2 separate regions of the Triticum aestivum genome follow, and region 2 is linked to region 1. A link is a contact called in public Hi-C data. All regions are on one chromosome and are shown on one strand. Each heading gives the region's core, a stretch centred on a gene start, on an enhancer-like site or on the middle of the called end of the contact. The rest is flanking DNA. Distances are from core to core; before and after follow the strand shown.

The links. A called contact is a pair of places that touch in the nucleus more often than the background predicts.
Region 2: a contact with region 1 is called in a Hi-C map of leaf, with 9 times the contacts expected there. The contact joins the promoter of LOC123120973 here to the promoter of LOC123120970 in region 1. A contact is called at or near these places in 2 of 5 Hi-C or Micro-C datasets (both in leaf).

What each region holds. Positions count from the first base shown.
Region 1 is chr5D:280,039,554-280,042,631 of IWGSC CS RefSeq v2.1, reverse strand. It overlaps LOC123120970 (neurofilament light polypeptide), which reads right to left and starts at 1,662. Exons shown (of 1, transcript XM_044540919.1): 1 at 424-1,662. The coding sequence starts at 871. The coding sequence ends at 554. It overlaps LOC123120968 (protein ENHANCED DISEASE RESISTANCE 2-like), which reads right to left. Exons shown (of 22, transcript XM_044540915.1): 22 at 2,955-3,078.
Region 2 is chr5D:280,332,111-280,335,188 of IWGSC CS RefSeq v2.1, reverse strand. LOC123120973 (alpha-galactosidase) reads right to left here and starts at 1,641. Exons shown (of 13, transcript XM_044540925.1): 1 at 1,432-1,641; 2 at 545-603; 3 at 252-454; 4 at 1-63. The coding sequence starts at 1,538.

The DNA of each region.
Region 1 (3,078 bases), core at 413-2,912:
GCTTCTCCCCCGCAAAAAAAAAGAAAAGAAAGAAGAATAAGTATATGCTTCCAATCGCAAAAAAGAAAAGAAAAAAAAGAATAGGTATATGCTTCAGCTGCCGACCTGCAGTCGCTGGCTCGTGAGCTGGGAGGAGCGACAGCTGTGATGGTCCACTGCCACTGCCACCGGTTGCATTGCACTGAGATCAGATCGATGGACCATCGTAGCGAACGTCGGACCGTACCCAATGACAATACAGATAACGAATCCGTTTTTGTTTTGAGGGAGATAACGAATCCGTCGGAAGCGCTACCGGTTTCTTCTCCCTCTTGTTTTCAGATTTTGAACAGCTAAAGGTGAAGGAGTACATGGTCCACCAGAACGGACCAAAGGATCACATCGCATTGCGATGCACGTAACGTAAAAAAATGCATCTTCATCTCCAATAACAACAACTCTTCTCACAACAACAATTCCAAATGCACGTCAGCACGCCAAACAATACAATACAATACATACAGTCGGTCGAACAAATGAAAACACTGGAGAAGGAGGTTTTCCGGAGGAGTCGTCAGGCGGAGACTACGGCCTCCTCCTCGTCGTCGGCGGCCGCCTCCTTCTCATCCTTGACGACGGCGGCGGCGCGGCCGTCCTTGGCGACGGCGGCGTTGTGGCGGTAGGCGTCCTGCTTGGCGGCCTCCACCTCGATGACCCGCTCCTCCTTCCTGGCCTCCGCCTCCGCCTGGGCCGCCGGGTCGTCGTGCGCCTTGGCCTTCTCCACCTGCTCCTGCACCGCGGCCATGGTCTTCTCCTTGCCCGCCCACGCCGACGCGCCCAGGTTCGCCCCCGCCTCCTTGGCCGCGCCCGCCGCGCTCTCCCCGCCCTGCATCTATCTCGATCGACCTTCGCCTAGCTCGGTGCTACAGGTTTCTTTCTTGTGTTCTACAGTAGTTGTCTTGTTGGTTCGTCGTTACTACCAGGCCGGCCGGCCGGTCCGAATTTATAGGGCCGGTTTACATTCTACGGTAGCCGTATGTGGGGCCGCCGTATGTGTATTACTATATGATTTGAAGCTTGGGGGCCTCAGCTCAGGCGTACATGAATGTGGACCGACGGTGGACACGTGCCCTACCAGGTCGGCACGCACAGTCCATGCATCTTATTCCTATGGCGCCTGGAATTAACACGAATCGATTCAAGAAAATAACAGGAACCGGTTTCTGCTCTGTCGACATAGCATTGCTATATTCGGCATAAAGGAAATGTCGGGGAGAGAACGTCACGTTTACAACTCCTCTCCCACACAAGCTACTCATCTAGGGTTTTCCCGCCTCCTGCCGGTGTCGTCGCCGATCCGACTCGTGTGTTTTTGCTGGTGGGGAGGCTTCTGCTTCATTTTTAGGTGTTCTTCTGAGTTTGTTGTTCTGGTGCGCTGGTCCTATTGGGATTTAGCACGATGACTTTTGAACTGTCTACTATGTCAACGACCTGTTTGGACACTAACACTGAAGGAGAAAACAAGCTATTGTACCTAATGTAGCGTTGTCGACAACAGCGTAGCCGCTACAACTCCAGCTCAAGGACCTAGTCGACAAGGCCCAAGAAGCTTCCCCAATGGCTTGCAAGCCTAAACTGGGCCAGCTGATCGGTTGTACTCCTACTTTTAGCCGTTGTCTTTCTTCTTTCTTCTTTGGCTAGGATTTGGACGACTGTGTTCGTTGTAATGGATAAAACATAGAAGTGACTTCTAGCTAAACTCGAATTCTAGATCAAACTTCCGTTTCGAAAAAAATTCTAGATCAAACTTCCGTTTCGAAAAAAATTCTAGATCAAACTTCCATGAAATTCCTAGTCCTTGTGAGTTGAATCCAGTGAGTAGCTCAAAGTTGGCGTTTAGAGCCTTCGTCCTGGAGATCCCGCTTGACCGCCACACACACTCGATTCAGCGACCGCCGCCGCCGACAAGCCATGGAGGAACTCAACCCCGAGAGCAGCGTCGTCTACGAGCTCCTCCACCACGAGATCGTCAGCGACACGCTTCTCCATTCCATGAGCAAACTTCTAGAGGCGAATAATGCCACGCTCGATGGCCTCATGTCGGTGCGGGTGGATGGGGTCCGTGAAGAGCTTGCGCTCGATCAGGAGCAAATTAAGGCGAGCATGTACAAGCAAGAGACCACGGATCCAGGCCACAAGGGGGACGGGAGTTCGTCGTCGCGGAACGTTGGTCATGGTCGTGGCGGTGCCGCCACCGAGGTGCGCGCTAATTCTTCTCCAAGAAAATTTTCCCCTCGACATTTCCATGTTGCGGATGCTACTAAACATTCCCTGTTTTCTCTACCAATGGAGCTTCCGAAATTTGACGACACCAATCCAAGGTTGTGGCAGAATTGATGCGAAGATCAGTTCCGTCTCTAGGGTACTCCAATGCATAGGTAGATTTCCATGGCCACGGCTCAATTTGAAGGTGCTGCTGCTAGGTGGCTCGAATCAGTGCAAAGATTAATGCCCCAATTTCAGTTGGACTGATTTTTGTGCTCCACTTCAGAGCAGGTTTGGCCATAATCAACATCAAACTCTTCTCAGAAAATTGTTTCGAATTGCTCCAACCAGTTCTCTGGAGGATTATGTTGAGCGCTTTGCTGAGCTCTATGATCAACTCACTGCCTATGAGGATGCTCCTAATTCTATGCACATGGACTAAAACCTTGAGTTATTTTTTTACGGGATGACTAAAACATTGAGTTTGTATAGCTGTTGCCTTGCAGAAGCCCAAGGATCATATGAGTTGGCCCTCTTGCATGAGGAATTGGGAGAGAGTATTAATTGCTTTGTACAGAGATTGTTTTTAGTTTAGTAGAACAGTAGGAGCCTCTCCCACTTGCTGAAAGTTCCTTTAAATTTTGTATCCCTCTTTGGATGCAAAGTTCTCTTTGGAGTTCCATAGGGATATCATGCCTGTAGAAAAACTATAGTTGTAAATGCTTGGAGATGTTTGGATCAAGTAAATGTCCCAGTTTTACAAACTTTTGTATTCCAAATATCATGGATAATTTATTTATTTGCAATATTAAAGAAAAGTATCCTGGATCTCTT
Region 2 (3,078 bases), core at 392-2,891, 290 kb before region 1:
CACATAATCTGCCAAGGCCCTCATTCCTGATGGAAATGTTGTTCCATTTGCAGCTAGATTGCCCTGTAAAATAACAGTCGTTCTTTTTAACGACTGAACGAAACCTATGAAAATACGTCGTTCTAACATTGCAGCTGAAAAGCTTATGCTGGTTTCACATGATTGAGGATCAATAATGGATTTTAAAATTTGTTTTGTTCTTTCTATCTACACACATATCATCTCTTCTATTAACATGTACTACTAGTCACCTGGGAGTCTCTGTCATGAGATGCCCAACAGTCGTCTGCAGTTTCAAAACAAACATATCCACTGTGAATATTGCGGTCCTCATTTCCAAACATGAAGAGTTGAAAAGGGCGAAAACCAAAGAGAGCGAGAAACGCGAAGCGATTACCTAAGTTGACATACTCATACCCCAGTTTCGCAAGACCAGTATCCACCATGGCATCAGCTGCACAAACACAAGGTGATTTATTTATTTTTTGCAGCAATGCAAGGTTTGATTTTCCTGGCTAAGAGAGCAAGGGAGCACCATCCTTACCTATTTTTCGGATTATCACCTCGTCTATCTTGCAGCCGAAGTGGTTCCAGCTATTCCACCTGAATACACCGTGCTGTCAGTTCAGCAAGACTTGATTGTTGGAAATATTTCATGGAGAAGCAGATAGAAACCAGTTCTCCCTGTTCGGTTTAGAAGGGCTTGAAGAGGATCCGGGCCTTCTTTGGTTCATAGGGTTGGAATATAATAGGAATGTGAAACTTGTAGAAATTGAGATGTCGTGTATTTTAAATCCTATATGAATAGGAATAGGAAGATAGATGTCTGTTAGTTCACATCATAGGATTTGTTTTCATTGAGTCTAGGGTAATGTTTATTTTCCTGAGATGTGCAGGATGGTAACAATTCCTCCGTAGAAATATGATTCTATTCTTACAAACCAAAGGACTATAAAAGATTTTTTTTCCTTTTGAAAATCCTTTCCTGTAAAATTCCTACAAAAAAAATTCCAAACCAAAGGAGGCCTGAAGGGGGTTGAGGGGGAACAAGTCCTAAAGGCAAGAGCAGAGCATATCATTTTTTGGGACTACTGCAGGAAGAGACTTAATCAAACGAAAATGTTTCCCTGGCGAATGTTCGCTTTGACAAACGAACCATCTTTGCTATAGCAGTTTTAGTTGTAAAACGAGAATATCTTGTGAAGAAAATGCCATATCTCCCCACTTCATCAACTAAAAATGCCATTGAATTGTTTGCATGTGCCGCCTCCCCCAGCGAACGTTCGTCAGAGGGTCCTAATCAAATCAGTACTTAACCACACGGACCAGATTCCGAAAAAGAGAGGATCATCATAAAAAGGACGCAGCATTTTTATGGAAGTTTACAACCAAAACCGACTGAATAAAGTAAAGAGGTGACAGATCCATTACCCCATCTGGGGAGTCCGGCCAAGGCGATTCTTCTGGGCCGCCGCCGGCGATGTCGAGGACAGCAGGAGGAAGAAGAAGGGGAGCAAGGGTGCCGCCGCTCTGGCCATGGCAGAGGATCCTTTCACTGTCCCTGTGCGCGCGTGTGAGTGTGATGTGACTCGGTCTTGCGAGTGATCCGCTTATATGCATCTCATCTCCACGCATCCTGGGTGAGGTCGTTGTAACGACAAGACTAGAGCCTGGGATCTCACGGTGGCGGTGCCACCCGGCTGATTACCAATTCCTTCATGCAGCTGTGTGCAGAACCAGTATAATTTGAAATGGTCATCTGAGAATCGTGTTTGGACTGCTGTGGGTGAGCCATCCAGAAACAACCACGTTGGACCTACTGGCACGTCTCTACTTCACTCCGAGAGAAATGCGGGGAGACGGGGGCGCGCCGATAACTTTGGTCACCTGAGAATCATGTGTTGCTTCGGAGCCATAAAAAAGACTGAGGAGTTTGACCACCGACCTGGGAGATGGTTAAAATACATTAGGTATCTCCAACGTTGACTCTTAAACCATCCACATCCGTCTCGAGCGCATGGTTCGGACGTTCTTTTGCCATCCAACATAGCCCTGCATCCGTCCGTGAATGGGTCCGGACGTCTGTTTTCCCGCAAATCAGAGGGGGCTTTGCGGCCCTGACACACCCGGCCCACCCAAAATCCTCTCCATGTTTTTTCTTCAACGGATGCGCCGCATTCATGCCGGCCCAGAGCTGCAGTGGTCGGCATTAATGCCACCAGACATGCGTGGCCGCTTCAATGCGGACGTGTTGTCTCAAGAAACCAACTCTGGCCATTGTGTCGCATTGAAGCAGGCTGACCGCCCTCCGCTGGCCTAGCCGCGCCTATATAATCTGTTCTCCAGCGACGTCCACATCCACATCTTTGCGCTCATTCGCTTCTTCAAACTCCTCGTCTTCTCCCCATCCAAACCATGCCTAAGTTGTCGTTCTCCTTGCCGGCAGGCGGTGACAACGGCTCTGGATCTTCCTTGGATCTTTATGCCGTCGCCATCGCTCTCCGGGGCCCTCGGGCTCTTCGGCCACCAGCTCTTTCGGCAAGGAGGAGATCGCCATCTCCTCTGACGACAACGAGGACCAGTGCCGTCGCAGAAGCAGAAGCAACCGCACCTCCTCTCGAAGGTCGTGGTGACGAACAGGAAGTTCGTCCGTTAGATCGAGCTGCCGATGGAGAAGTTGCTCCGGGAACTTGGTTAGACACCGCCCTTGATGTCGCGTGCCATCAAGGAAGAGTCACACCCCCCTGACAACCGCGTCAAGTAGGAGTTGGCGTCCCCTCTCCGCCATCTCAAGGAGGAGCCGATATCCCCACCACGTAATTGTGGCGTCTAAATCGGGCGTCGCGTGAAGGAGGATCTGGTGTCGTTGCGGCACAGCCGGTACGGCCGGATCAACGGGCTGCCCCCTGGTAACTGGCACGGGTAGGTCATCAAGGAGGAGCTGCCGCCCGCGATCACGACGGCACGCAGGTAGGTCGTCAAGGAGGAGTTTGCCACCCACGATCACGAAGGCACGTAGGCGCATCCTCCACTACCTCGGTAGCTGCAACTTTGATGTCTACTACACAACCTTCTTCT